Regions from separate parts of the Hordeum vulgare genome. Here all the other regions are linked to region 3. A link is a contact called in public Hi-C data. All regions are on one chromosome and are shown on one strand. Each heading gives the region's core, a stretch centred on a gene start, on an enhancer-like site or on the middle of the called end of the contact. The rest is flanking DNA. Distances are from core to core; before and after follow the strand shown.

Region 1 (4,657 bases), core at 1,562-4,061, 380 kb after region 3:
TTGCAGCCATCGCGGTCCAACAAACAGATGTGTCTACAGAGTGCCGGACTAGTACAGTATTTACCGGTGAATTCGGTGCGTTGCAAGGGGCAAAAAAGCAACCAATATTCAACGAACTACAGACCCGCTACTGCTGCAGTGCTTCCTCAGTTCCAAGTTGCAAGTATTTACTACAACTACAAGCATAGCCAACTTTTGTACACCAGCAGGTACTAGTACTACGAAAAGTAGCACGTCAGAAGGAAAACCTCATGACCCGACGTGAGAAAACAAACATTAATCGACAAGAAAGGCGGTAGGGCCGGATGCACGCTTGCGCCCGCCCACTACTTGCGCAGTACTACGACTGTGTACAAGTGTACGTATGTAATACCCACAATCACGCAATGGAGTGGATCAGCCGGTGCTGTCTACCACTTCTCCAAGCAAACAGGTGACAAAAACAACAGGGATCAGTTGCGTAATAATGTACTCTTTCCATATATTAGCTACGAGGATTATGAGTCGCTACAGCTAAGCTTTACTACTAGATCAAGAACAAACTCATCACACCTTGCCAATCCAACAAATTAAAAAAGGATAAAAATAGAGGACGGGTGCGGATTAATTAAGCAATTGTCTGGTGCCGGCAATGATGGCGCGACCTCACCAGATTAGCGCCAGGCGGAGGCGACGGTCACCACCCGCCCCTTCCATCCGAGCCGGAGCACGCCATTCTCGGGCTTGACGACGAGCCCTGGCGGGGGAGCGCCGACGCGCGCCATGACCTGGTCGGCAATGCCCGCGGCGAGCGCCACCGGTCGGAACCCGGCCATGCCGAACCGCGCGCGCCATTTGCCGAAGACCTCGCACCGCTCCAGCCGGTCGGCACCCTCCCGGCCCACCGCGTTAGCCGACATGTTCGCCACCGCCTCCTCAGCCCGCGCCCTGTCCGCGCTCTCCCGGCTGACCGTCGAGTCCAGCGAGTCGAGGATGGCTCCGTAGTGCAAGCACGCGTCCGAGAAGCGCGTGGCCAGCGGGGCGGTGTTCGAGTTCAGCTCCTGCTCCACGAGTGTCACGATCTGCGGGCCGAGAGCGCGCACGCGCCGGAGCAGCTCGTCGCGGGGGTTCGCCGGCGAGACGCTCTCGTCAGGCACGTGCGAGAGCGCGAAGGCGAGGTTGACGGCCAGCGCCTCCCCGGGCTCGCACCCCAGCTTGGATGCCTCAATCTCTGCTGCTCTGCAGCTGACAATTCTGAAGCTGTACTCTATGCCGGCGCGCTCCGCCAGCTTCTTGAGCCGCTCCCCGACGCCGGGGAGCGTCGCTGTTAGAGACTGCGTAAAGGGTGAGGTGGGATCGGTTACGGCGGTCACCTGCAGGGATGTCCCCGGCACGCGCCGGTCGGCGAGGCGCTGGATGAGAATCGCGTGCTGCGGGGCGTTGATGTCGAAGTCCACCAGATGTACGGCGCGGTGGCCGGCGACGGCTTCAACGATGGCGATGTTAGCGGCGTCGAGGGCGAGGCGGAAGCAGGGCGTGATGTCGTGGAGGAGCTGGCACCCGGTATGGTGCTCGGCGCTGCAGAGGTCAGCGAGGTGCTGGGACGATGCCGAGGCAGTGGGCACAATGCGCGAAGACAAGACGGCCACCATCATGGCCACCAGCCGGTGCTCCGCGTCACCGCGCGGGTTAGCGGCGCGCTTGAGAGTCGCCAGATTAGCGGCTGCCGTTTCAAAGTTGCCGTCGGCGATGGCAACCGCTGCTTCGGAGAGTAGTTGACGCGACGTGGTGGCCGAGATTGGCGGTGAGCAGGAAGCCGAGGAAGAAGCCGTAGAAGTGGACGAGTTCGACGGCGACCCCGTCATGGCCGCGCTGTAGTTGTTCTTATTGTTCGGAGTCGCCTCCGCGTAGAGCGGAGGAGACGGCGCGGCCGTGATGGAGTTGAGCCGCTGTATGGTCTCTTCCCACTCGGAGCTGGTGACCGTAGAACCGGTTCCGCTCATCGCCGGCTCAGCCTCGTCGTCGTCGCCGAGCAGCTGCTTCTCCAGGTCCTGCAGGATGGACAGTTCGCTCCCAACCGCAGATGGAGTCGGCTCCCTCCCCACCGCGAGAGCATGCGCCTGAGCCTGCGCCTGCGGCTGCGCATGCGCAGAGGACGGCACGAACGGCGCCTGCCGATGCACATGCTGTTGAATCAGCGGCATGGCCGCCCTGGACGCGGTCGTGAGGGACGACAGCGTGGACGACGGCGACGCGAGGCCACCGCCCAGGCTCGACCCGGAGAAGAAGGGCTGAGACGGGACCCCGCCGAACACCGCGGCGAAGTCCGGCGAGGTCCCGACCGTGCGCTGCCGGACAGCGCGCATGTAGAGCTCCTGCTGCAGGCGGTGGTGCTGCCACCTCTCTATCTCGCCGAGGCTCCGCTTGAGAACGCCGCCAACGGCGGCCGGGTCGGAGCGCTGCTGCGCCGGCATCTGCATCGGCGATCCGAGCCCGTACACGTACCCCTGGCGCGGATCGCGCCACGGCCCGCCCGGCTCCATGCAGGCGAAGCGAAGCCCGGCCGGCAGCGGGAGGACGAGGAGGTAGACGGAGGCGCTGGGAGTAGGCAGGCAGGGGAATACTAGCTCCTAGCTCCAAACGCTAATGCTATGGGTACAGCTACAGGCGCAGCTATAAACGGGTGCCATTCATCCCATTCAATTGCTTCCCCTAATAAAACGCGCCCTCCTCCCCCCCCCCCCCCTCTCCGCTGTTATAAAGCCACCCCCACCCACACCCACACCCGTAGCAATGCATTACCTATACGGCGGCAACCCCGCTGACGCCGCGGGCCACGTCGCGGCCAGCCGGGTTCGTTTACCTTTAACTTACCTGCGGGGGCCGGGCCCCGCGCGCCCTTCGTGCTTGCCTAAAATAAATGCGCGGTGTGGTGAATGAATGAATGGTGTGAAGCCATGGATACGCGCTGCGTCACGCAATCCCGCCTCTCCTCCAGACGACGCTACCAAGAGTCCGGCCTGGGCTATGGCTTGCTGTGGCACGCTGCCGCCACCGACGCCTGCCGGTGGCCGCCCCGCGCGCCAGCCACCGCCTGGTTTTCGCCTCGTTTTTTCCGGGGAACGACCCGCGGTTTCGTGGCTACGCTACGCTCTACGGCACCGCGCTCGCTTCGCTCGCGTGAATTTCGAACGAGGAGGCAGCAGCGGCAGGTGTATGCTTGCGGGTGGGGCCGGGCATCGGAGGGCGGGCGGGAGATCCCTCCCTGTGCATGCACGCGGCGGGTCACCGCCAGCGGGACCCGATTGCGATTTCTAGAAGTCGCAGTCTCTTTCCATTCGGCGAACGAAAGGGAAGGAACAGATGGCCGCGGGATATCAATATTTTAGCAACGGATTGGTGCACTGCAACTGGTACTACTAGCAGCGGTGCGAAACAATTTTATTCTACTCCTACTACTAATCCAGATTGGTGGCGGTAGGGGTTGTGCTGTGTGCACAGGGAGGCCTCGCTTTCGCGGCTTAGGTAGAGAGACCGGGGCGACGTTGCCCGTCGCCTGGCCACACGAGCCGATCCTGGCCATCGCCAATTGGCTAGCGCTCCCCTGGCGAATTACGTGACAGCTTAAATCACGGAGTTTCTCTGAAAAGAAATCCGGGCGTGGAAGCACGAGGGAAGATAATCCCATCCCGTGAAAATGATCGAATCGTACGCGATTTCCTTCTCTCTTTCCCCACCTTTTTGATTGAAGGGGCGTGTGCACTCGAGGTTGCTTGTTTCCGGGTGCGTTTGGAGTTGGTTAGGAAACCGATCGTCCAAACATCCACCCAACAACCCCGTACCCACCTCTTCGAGCCCAAGCCCGCTGCTGCTTCTAGTTCGGTTGCCTTCTGTTCTGTGTGTTCATACGTTGGCACCTTTTACGCTCCAGGATCCCGCTTTCGTGCTACGCACCCACGCGGCCGCACCATGCTTAGCTAATCACCTATACTATTGTTACACGTGGTGCATGCACCAACGTGACAGATTCTTCCTCTCTTTTTTTTGCGGGTAAGATTCTTCCAATCTTTCACCTGCTTTAACTTGGACAAACAAAAGAACAGGAGAGGTTTACTGGTTTCAGTCCCTACGTGAGAATTGAGCCAGTTCCACGTGACTAATTTAAACATTTCCCAAAGTATTGCTTATACTTTAGACCAGTACTAGTATTAGTTTACCATTGTGTCTGTGTTCTCAACAAATATACGAAACTACAACCATAAAATTTCGGGACTTTTGTACAACGATAGACCAGGGTAGACACGTGTGAGCCAACAAATTCGAATGTTCGCTTCCAAATGGCTTGACCGGCACCGAGAAGAAACAAGCAAATAGATAGGACGCTGGTAAGCGGGACCTGAAGCATGGGTCCATGCTTTATTCTAGTTTCGTTCGAACCAAGTGGGGCTGTCAACATCACCGCTCTTATTCTGCGGCATCGACTACACGGTCTCACACAGATGCCCCCACCTAGTTCACGTTTCGAAATCATGACCATGCTGCATATAGAAAATGCTAGGCACACGCCGCACCAAAACACTAAGTTGAAATGCATGTGTTGAAAATATGAGCAAATTACTATAAGATTTAATCAAATAAGTAGTAAATAAATCGACAACAGTATAGTAAACAAGTAGAT
Region 2 (4,492 bases), core at 861-3,360, 470 kb after region 3:
AAATATCCACCCTCCCAGTCAGTCTGCAGAAAAAACAAAATTAGTGCATTAGAAAAGATGAGTTTGCTGAGCTACAGAGCATGGACTAGAGGCTATAGAGCGCACAAATATGTCGTAAAAGAATATTGTAGTACTACACTATTCACACAAAGAACTGAAGAAGTACCAGATAACAATAAGTTACAGTGCTGCATTTTATACAACAAGTGTCTGTTTCGAATTTCACAAGGATTTTAAGGGAAAAGTTCAGTTCAGTTCCCACAGGATGGGAGTCTAACTCTTCTTTCTCATGGACAAAAGACTCAATGTATGGTTTAATGTACCTATACTCGACAAAGGAGCATCAACAGTGGTAGTTCAATAGAGGTGAACAATCCAACATCAACTATGGTTGTTTGCATAAGTGGAACATATATAAAACAGGTCACAATTTTGTGGTGATCATTACTTAATTGTTATTTGTGAAGCAGTAAAAGTAAAGATCATCAACAAAGACAGCAGAACATTGAAGTAAATTGTACTCCCTCTGTACCTAAATACTGGTAGTTGGGGAGAACTAAACTAGTTCTCCCCAACTACAAGTATTTAGATACAGAGGGAGTAGCTTACAAGATTTTTGTTGAAATTGTCATTGTCTTGGCCTTGAGAATAGCATTTAAAAATATTTTAAAGAGATGATTCAACATCTAAATTATTTTTTTGTGAAACGAATACTCAATGTGCCGCTTATTTGGTTTTATTTTCAAGAAGGCAAAAGAAGTTAATCAGTAGTGCACCATTTCGTGTTCAGACTTTCGTATTATCTGTTCATGCTTCTATCCTGTATGGAGTACTTGTTATAACCAGACAAGGTCAATTGAAATGCTATGTCTGGATCAAGTGATCATGCTAAAACTTCAATAAAAGTACTACACCAACCGAACAGAGACAGGATAGTGCAATCATTCACTGCCTGGGCTTATAAATGTATTGTATGTTATGCACACTTTAACACAAGGAACAGTTAAACTGGTCTCTACCTATACTCACACCTCACATGCATCTTTATATGTTGATCAATTGCCTCAAAACTACCATAAGCTTAAAATAGTTACTTTCGTATCATCATAATTTGGGTCAGATAAAGGGGACATGGACTGATGAACTGATCCTTAAGATTGTAAAATGTAATCAAGTTTTATCCTGCAACGACATAACGCAGTGGCAGAGATTGAAAAGCCAAAAGCACTACAACGAAGCACCAAATTAAGAAAGATGGATCATAGGTTTGGTTCTGTTATGCAAGAGAACAAACTCAGATTCGGTTGCATTAGGATAGGATATAATATGTTCGCATACTAATGTCCGTTCATGCCCTGATTTTTCAATAACAATGTGCAATGTTCCACTTGCAGCACTGAAGGGGCAACGGTTTTGCATTATCAACGTCTCATGTTCAGCTAGTCGAAAGACTTCTGCATCAAGGATTGCAAAACCCTGCACCTACTGAAACCCCTCCTCTATTAGTACAGAAGCACAAACAAGTTCAGAGAAACTCGAGAAAATCATGGTGAATTTTTTTCTCGAGTTTCAGTGTGTGACAAAATCAAACTATACAGCCACAGGCAGGTTCAGATAAATTAAAGATGAAACGCGTATTCATCAAAATTGCTAACCAGGGTACAGGGCGAGTAAAAAAAAAAGGACGCGGTATTTTCTTACCCCTGGCTTGCCGGGGATGACGCACCGCCAGAGCATGAGATTGACGGACCCATCCGGCAGGGTCTCCGGTTTGGCCACGAAGCCCTGAAATAGCCAAGAAGCCACAGCGTCCCCATCCATCACCACTTGCGTAGATCCAGAGAAACAAACAGGGGAAAAAAATACAGTAGCGGAAGAAGGCAAGTAGCTAGGTCGTGGTGCGGGCGCGCACATGGGGGTGGTTCTTGCGCCACGATTTGCGCTCCTCCGCTAGGCGGCCGCGGGCGATGCCTCCGGAGGCCATCCAGGTCGCAACAATAGCTTGCGGTCGTCGCCGCCGCTTCGTCGTCTTCCAGGGACTCCCGCGGGGTCGCTCGGTGCCGCGGCGCCGTGGACTGTTCTGTACTTTAGGTTGTCTCTTTGGTTCGGTTTCTGGTCGGTGGGGGCAATGAATATAGGAAGGGGCTTGCACTGACGCAACCGAACAGACGGAGTTTTTTTTTCTTTAATGAATGAAAGGCGACCTGATATAAGTTGAAATGTCCTGTTCCTCTCTGAACTTTAAAAAGTATTGTTTATTAAAAAATGTGCAGGTAAAAGTCTTGTTTATTAAAACCCTGTTTGAAACCATAATAGATTATGATAATTTGAATTATGAAGATAGATTATATAATCTGGTTTATAAAAATAATCTAGGTGAACATGTTTGAAAGCCAGATTATATAAACTGTAATCCGGTTTTTACATTGCATAATGACCTGTCTGTCCTCTGGTTTTTTTTAAAAGAGGAGGATGGCGATGGTAGGAATGTAATTATCTCTAACTTTACAAGGGTAATGGGTCATTAGCAATCCATAATCTGATTTTAGCTGATGTAGAGTAGATTATGAGTTTTTAATAATCTGGTCATCTAGTTTTTGTAATCTACACCGTAATCTGTCATGTTTGGAGACATAATAGATTATAAAAACTGGATTATATAATCTGGGTGGTTCCAAACAGGGCGTAAGACTGGTGACAATATAAGTATCATATTTATACTACTAATAAAAGATCAAACGAAAACTTCTTTAAGTACACACAGCTATTACCCCCACAAAAAACAAACACCAATCACCACCACACAATTAGTCAACAAATTACAATCTAACAGCCTTCCACCATCCATGCACTACGATGGTGTGCAGTTACCAAATTAACAAAGGCTGACCGTGCTCCACCTCCTCCTACAGCGAACAACTGTTGCACCTCCCCGAAAAAAACGAGCCAATCAACTACAGAAATTTAGGCAGAATTAACGGGAGCCACACGCCCTGTCCTGCACCATCACCTTCGCCTCCGCCTCCGCCTCCCCCTCCCCGTCCGCCTCCGCCTCCAACTCCCCCTCCCCGTCCGCCTCCGCCTCCCCCTCCCCCTCACCTTGATTTTCGGGTCAATTACGCCTGAATCGTGCCTATCCGATCCTTCTTTCTCTCCCTGGATCGACAAATACGGATCCGCAGCAACGTTGTGCCGCCGCTCCTCCCTCGCCCTCCTTTCGTGCACTTCCCAATCCACCCCAGTCAACCCTGCCTATGGTCGCTGCCAGCGCTCCTCCAAGCCTCCGCCGACCTCCTGTGTCGGTTAGGCGCGCCCAACGCCCTGCTTCCTTTTCTCTCCTCTCCTCACTAATCTCTCTCCCTCTCCCCGTTCTGTTCCCACATTGCCGGACAACATGGCCATCGTATGGAGGGCGGGGCTCTCACAACCGCGATGCCCCCTAGATCGGCGATGGAGAGCTTGGTCGCCACAAGGATGCAAGGCTGGCAAACATGGAGGGGTCGGCGTTCTGTTCGACGATCTATTCCAAGTGGAGCGGGAGGTGGTCGGATGAGGAGGATGCGGGCGCCCTGTGATTCACGATGCTAAGGAGAGCAAAGGGTGGCCCCACAGCGAGACGTCGAGTCGCTCGAGCACCGGGAAGCAGAAGATGGTGGGAGCGTCAGGAAGTTGGGCGTCGTCGGGTCCCCGCGCAGCGCCATCGCGCCCTGCGTCGCGTGCTCTGCCGCCAACAGTCTGTCGCACGCCATCAAGGTCTGGTGCCATGACCAAGAGTCGCCCACGAAGCTTGGAATGATCCACACAAACTAAACAATATCCCAATATTTTTTATGCAGCATGTGTAGAATGGAGAAAAGGATACTAGAAATTAATGGGGAAGCTAGGCAACAAGTTTGCTGTTTGCATCCCGTGCAGAAATACGGAACAGTGGAGGATCCTCACCTACGGTGCTTTTTTTAGTTAATTAACTATTGACTATTGTGAATGTAGAGTGTTAATTTTTGCAGGACGGTTTGCACACAACCTCGTGATAAATGGCTGCCGCCCACCTGAAGTGAGGTGATCGATGGCTGCTATATATTGTCGTGTAGAAATCGGGCACATCCCATCGTCTGTATAGCAATTCTCTTTGTTTGATCCTTATCACATGAGTTGTTATGCTTTTGTACTGTTTAACTTTCATCCCTGAAATATTGGATAGATGACTATTGTATTGACCATGTTAGTGGGGGTAATCTGCATAAAACCTTGCAGAAGTAAATATGATCCATGCCCATACAGTGAGTTAACTTGCTGAATTTGATTATTTTAGCAATTCCACATTTCAAGTTATACTTATTTATGCAATGTACTCTTCGTGACTATTCACTGGACTCTGCTTTGCAAACTAAACATTATTGTTTGATTCTATAGTACTACCGTAAGTTGATGTGAAATCCTCCAATCTTGTTATCTAGGCAGATGCTCCAGATGTATTCGCTACTATATATTA
Region 3 (4,731 bases), core at 1,537-4,036:
TCCGTCTCTCTTGCTGGATCAAGAAGGCCGAGATCATCGTCGAGCTGTACGTGTGCTGAACGCGGAGGTGCCATCCGTTCGGTACTAGATCGTGGGACTGATCGCGGGATTGTTCGCGGGGCGGATCGAGGGATGTGAGGACGTTCCACTACATCAACCGCGTTCACTAACGCTTCTGCTGTATGATCTACAAGGGTACGTAGATCACTCGTCCCCTCTCGTAGATGGACATCACCATGATAGGTCTTCGTGCGCGTAGGAAAATTTTTGTTTCCCATGCGACGTTCCCCAACAACAAGCTCCCAGAGCACTGAGACGTAGGGCTATTACCTCCACCGTAGAGGGGCCTGAACTCATACAACCTCGCCGTAGATGGGACTCTGCCCATCCATTTCGTACCCTACACATCTACTGTCAGGCTTATACCCACGACAGTTGGCGCCCACCGTGGGGCAGGCGTCTAAGCGACTTCCGGCGAGTTTGCGACTACTTCCTTTTGTCATGTTGTCCGGTGGAGATTCGAGCATGGGTCACCAGATCTTCTTCGGCGCTCTCTCCTTCATCGTCGATGATTCGGCATGGCTTCGGGATGCTCCTCTCAATGTCGAGGCGCTTCCCCGTTGTGGGGCTACACACTTCCGTGCCGGCGCCCGCGGCATTCTTCTTCTCCAGCAGCAGCAAGCGGTCCCGCCGTCCGCGACTCCAGCGTTGGGTGCAACACGCCCAGGTGCGCTAGAACGCGTCTTCACAAGTGGCGGTTCTAGAGTCAGTTGTGGTTGCCCCGCCGTCTCAGCACTCGGGCTCGGTTTCGACTGAGTTTCCTACCGAGTACGCGGGTCGCGGGCCTGCAGCAGAAGTACACATGGCCAATTCCCATGAAGATCCCCGTCAAGCTGGCCGGAACGAGCACGAGATCGGCGAAACGTCCGGCGCGCGTCGTCCGCTTCGCCGTTCTGCCAGTCGGCACACTCGGCGGAGCAACGTGGAGCTGTTCCGCACACCCCTCCTCAACTTGGCTGCGGCTGCCAAGATAGCCGATTCCCTTCAGCCGACTGATTGAGAGGCTGGCAGGGGGATCGAGCAAATCCGCGCCCTGTTGCACACGGCGCAGCAGCAAAATTCGGCGGTCTCCCAGTCGCACAACAGGATCTACAATAGTTCTGTTCATGCGAATACGCATCGGTCAGTTCATAGCCCTGGTTCTCATCAGCGACACAGAGGAGGCAGTCGTTCCATAAATCCCGAAGATCGTCGCCGTTCACGCACCCCTCCGCGGGGTGGGCCCTACGGGCCCCGACATCATGATGATCGGCGTTTAGTCGGCGGCACTTACGACCCAAGGCCCGACAAGAGAGGGCATATCGCCCAGCGGAGGGTCGACAGGGGCCGAGCCCACCGCGATGGTTACGATATTCACCGTCCGAGTGGAAGCAGGACCATCGTTTCTGGTCCCGAGTGTTTCAGTCGAGCCACCTGTTCGGCTGACATCCCTCCCAACTTCCGGTTGGCGACGGGAATTAGCAAGTTTACAGGAGAGTCCAAGCCAGAAACGTGGCTGGATGATTACCGAGTGGCAGTCCAGATCGGAGGAGGAGACGACCATGTCGCCATGAAGCACCTCCCTCTGATGCTCGACGGCTCGGCGCGAGCGTGGCTGAACGAGTTGGCCCCCTCAAGCATCTACAGCTGGGCAGATCTGGCCCGAGTGTTCATCAGGGCCTTCGAAGGGGCGTGCAAGCGTCCTGCTGGCCTCGTGGAGCTCCAGCACTGCGTCCAGAAGCAGAATGAGCCCCTGCGAGACTTCATTCAGTGTTGGACAACTCTCTACCACACGGTGGAGAACGTCACCGAGCATCAAGCAGTCTGCGCCTTCAAGGCAGGAGTGCGGTACAGGGATCTGTACCCGGACTGACGCTGTTTTCAGCAGAACTACCGTGATGTTATTTTTTATGTAGAAATAAAAGTTTTCGGAATTAGACAGAACTTTTTAACGATTTTTTTGGAAGAAAAGAGAAATACTTGAACAAAGAATCACCACACGCCCCCCCGGTACCCATCTTGACGTGATTCTAACGTACAAAAATTCTATAAATATAGAAACCTCCAGAAATTACAGTGAATCAGAAGTTCCTCCGCCGCAACTCTATATATCGACGAAAAAACCAATCTAAAAAAACAATTGCGAAAACATAAAAAAAACAGCAAGAGGGATCAAATCCCGGAGGGCCTCTCGTCCCTCCGGTAGCCGGTGCCACGCTCACGTAAGGACGCCGGGCCGAGCCGCCGCCCCGTCGAGATCGTGAGCCCAGCGTGCGCCGACACACCGCTCGAACATTCTGTCGCCTGCCACGCCGTCTTTGTCCGATGACGGCGCGATGAGAGTAAAGGTAAGGAAGGGCGACTGTGCGAGGTTGCAAGATGCGCCTGAGTCACTATGGACGAGGTCAGGGCATGTACAATGATGATATATGAACACGCATGCTCCATAATAAAAAGTAGTTTGAGACACTTACATTGACTTTTTCTCTGTAATGCAAGCTACCAGTGCCTCTTCACAGAAGAAAAAATAAAGACTCTCCGCCGTGTAGCGCTCATCGGCACTGGCAATGGGTGGTCCCCTCGGGGCGATACAACCATTATTACTACTCCCCACCACGCCTCAACAAAAAAAGCGACAAGCGCTCCGCCTCGTGCCCGACTGCCCTCGGGCGGCGAGAATCCCCACGCCAGCCAGCCTACGCGACGCGCGCCCCCACCCCGCACCCGGAAAAAACTAACCGAACGATTACCACTCCCTGCTATGGCCGCTTCCTCCAGATCCAGCAGGCCGCACCCAAAGAAGCCCTTGCCCTCGCCCCCCTCCCACTCCCAGTCCCACCTCGTTCCCCACGACCTCTCCTCCTGGTGCTGCGCGCCGCACCCCGCCCCCTCCACCTCCCACTTCCACTCCTCCGCCGCTGCCACCCGCGGCACCGCCGGCCCCCCATGGACCGCCCGCCCCCGCAGCAGCAGCAGCCCGCCGCCGGCGCCTCCTCCTACGCCAGCCCCAACCCGCCCTCCTACACGCACTCCTACCCCTCCAGCTACACCAAGTTCAACTCCGCGCTCAACGCCGGCCTCCTCAACCCCATGTCCCCTCCGCCGCTGCCGATCGACAAGACGCGCTCCAGCCCCACCCTCTTCGACATGATGGCCAACGAGCAGGACTACCAGCCCCGCTCCGCCGCCGCAGCCCACTCCGCCCCGCCGCACCCGCATCAGCACCACAACCCCCTCGCCCCCGCGCGCTCCATGGACAGGCAGGCGCTGCTCCAGGACCGCGTCGCCGAGCTCATCGGCAGCTGCAGCCCCGGGAACCAGTTCAACGACGCCGACTCCTCCGACGTGCGCCTCACCCTCAGCTCCAAGGACGGCCTCTCCCTCACGCTCTGCGTGCACCGCCACATACTCGTCGCGCACAGCAGGTTCTTCGCCGCCAAGCTCTCCGACCGCTGGTCCAAGCAGCAGCGGACGCTGCCCCACATCGTCGAGATCTCCGACTGCGACGACGTCGAGGTGTACGTCGAGACGCTGCGCCTCATGTACTGCAAGGATCTCCGTAGGAGGCTCATGAGGGAGGATGTGGCCAAGGTCCTTGGCATTTTAAAGGTACCGCCCCTTTCTTCTTTTCCTCATGTCTAATGGTCAATTCACATCATTTTGCTTTTGGTCCTTAATTTCCACCTTCTTTCTGTATCTGTAGGTGTCCGCAGCCATCGTGTTCGACGCTGGAGTGCTTTCTTGCTTGGAGTATTTGGAGGCTGCTCCGTGGGCGGAGGATGATGACGAGAAAGTGGCAGCATTGTTGACGCAGCTGCATCTTGAGAACTCTGGCGCTGGGGAGGTTCTTAAGAGGGTCTCCCTGGAGTTGACACCTTCTGTGGTGACCGAGGAGGTAGAAATGGGACCAAATTGCAACGGTGGCAGTAATGTGGGTGGTGGTGAAGAGGTGTTAGTTAGGCTCCTGCAGGTTGTCCTGGAGGGCAAAGACGAGAAGGCAAGGAGGGAGATGAAGGGTCTGGTCTCCAAAATGCTAAGAGAGAACAGCGCATCGCGTGGCGGAGCCATTGGTGGTGACCTCCGCAAGGAGTCACTCTATTCGGCATGCAATGGCTGCCTGTGCCTGCTGCGTGAGCAATTTGTGAGGGCTGCAGGAGGTGACCAATCGGAGGTGCCACAGATCGCTAGGCAGGCTGATAACCTGCATTGGGTGCTTGACATCCTTGTTGAGCGGCAGATTGCTGAGGACTTCTTGAGGACATGGGCAATACAGAATGAGTTGGCAGAGATGCATGGTAAAGTCCCGGCTATACATCGCTATGAAGTGAGCCGAGTGACGGCGAGGCTTTTCGTCGGGGTTGGCAAAGGGCAGATCTTAGTGTCCAAAGAGGCCCGCTCCCAGCTCCTGAGTACCTGGCTTGAGCCCTTCTACGAAGACTTTGGGTGGATGCGGCGAGCATGCAAGGGGCTTGACCGGCATTTGATTGAGGATGGGCTGGCAAACACGATCCTGACACTGCCGCTTGCTACTCAGCAGGAGATCTTGCTTGCCTGGTTTAATCGGTTCCTCAACTCTGGGGAGGACTGCCCAAACATTCAGAGAGGCTTCGAGGTATGGTGGCGGCGTGCATTCTGGAAAAGGAGTGCCGAACCAGAGCAACCACCCCGTTTGAGAATTACAGCAATCTGTGA

Evidence for each region. A called contact is a pair of places that touch in the nucleus more often than the background predicts.
Region 1: a Hi-C map of seedling shows a contact between it and region 3, with 7 times the contacts expected there. The contact joins the promoter of LOC123427425 here to the promoter of LOC123427427 in region 3. A contact is called at or near these places in 1 of 6 Hi-C or Micro-C datasets (seedling) and 1 of 1 datasets of contacts at active chromatin or transcription factors (embryo).
Region 2: a Hi-C map of seedling shows a contact between it and region 3, with 2.8 times the contacts expected there. The contact joins the promoter of LOC123427424 here to the promoter of LOC123427427 in region 3. A contact is called at or near these places in 2 of 6 Hi-C or Micro-C datasets (leaf and seedling) and 1 of 1 datasets of contacts at active chromatin or transcription factors (embryo).

Annotation. Positions count from the first base shown.
Region 1 is chr2H:580,906,707-580,911,363 of MorexV3_pseudomolecules_assembly, reverse strand. It overlaps LOC123427425 (scarecrow-like protein 8), which reads right to left and starts at 2,811. Exons shown (of 1, transcript XM_045111468.1): 1 at 457-2,811. The coding sequence starts at 2,522. The coding sequence ends at 654.
Region 2 is chr2H:580,809,924-580,814,415 of MorexV3_pseudomolecules_assembly, reverse strand. LOC123427424 (SUMO-conjugating enzyme SCE1-like) reads right to left here and starts at 2,110. Exons shown (of 5, transcript XM_045111467.1): 1 at 1,913-2,110; 2 at 1,702-1,785; 3 at 1-23. The coding sequence starts at 1,984.
Region 3 is chr2H:581,283,943-581,288,673 of MorexV3_pseudomolecules_assembly, reverse strand. It overlaps LOC123427427 (BTB/POZ domain-containing protein At1g63850), which reads left to right and starts at 2,786. Exons shown (of 3, transcript XM_045111472.1): 1 at 2,786-2,953; 2 at 3,016-3,648; 3 at 3,743-4,731. The coding sequence starts at 2,801.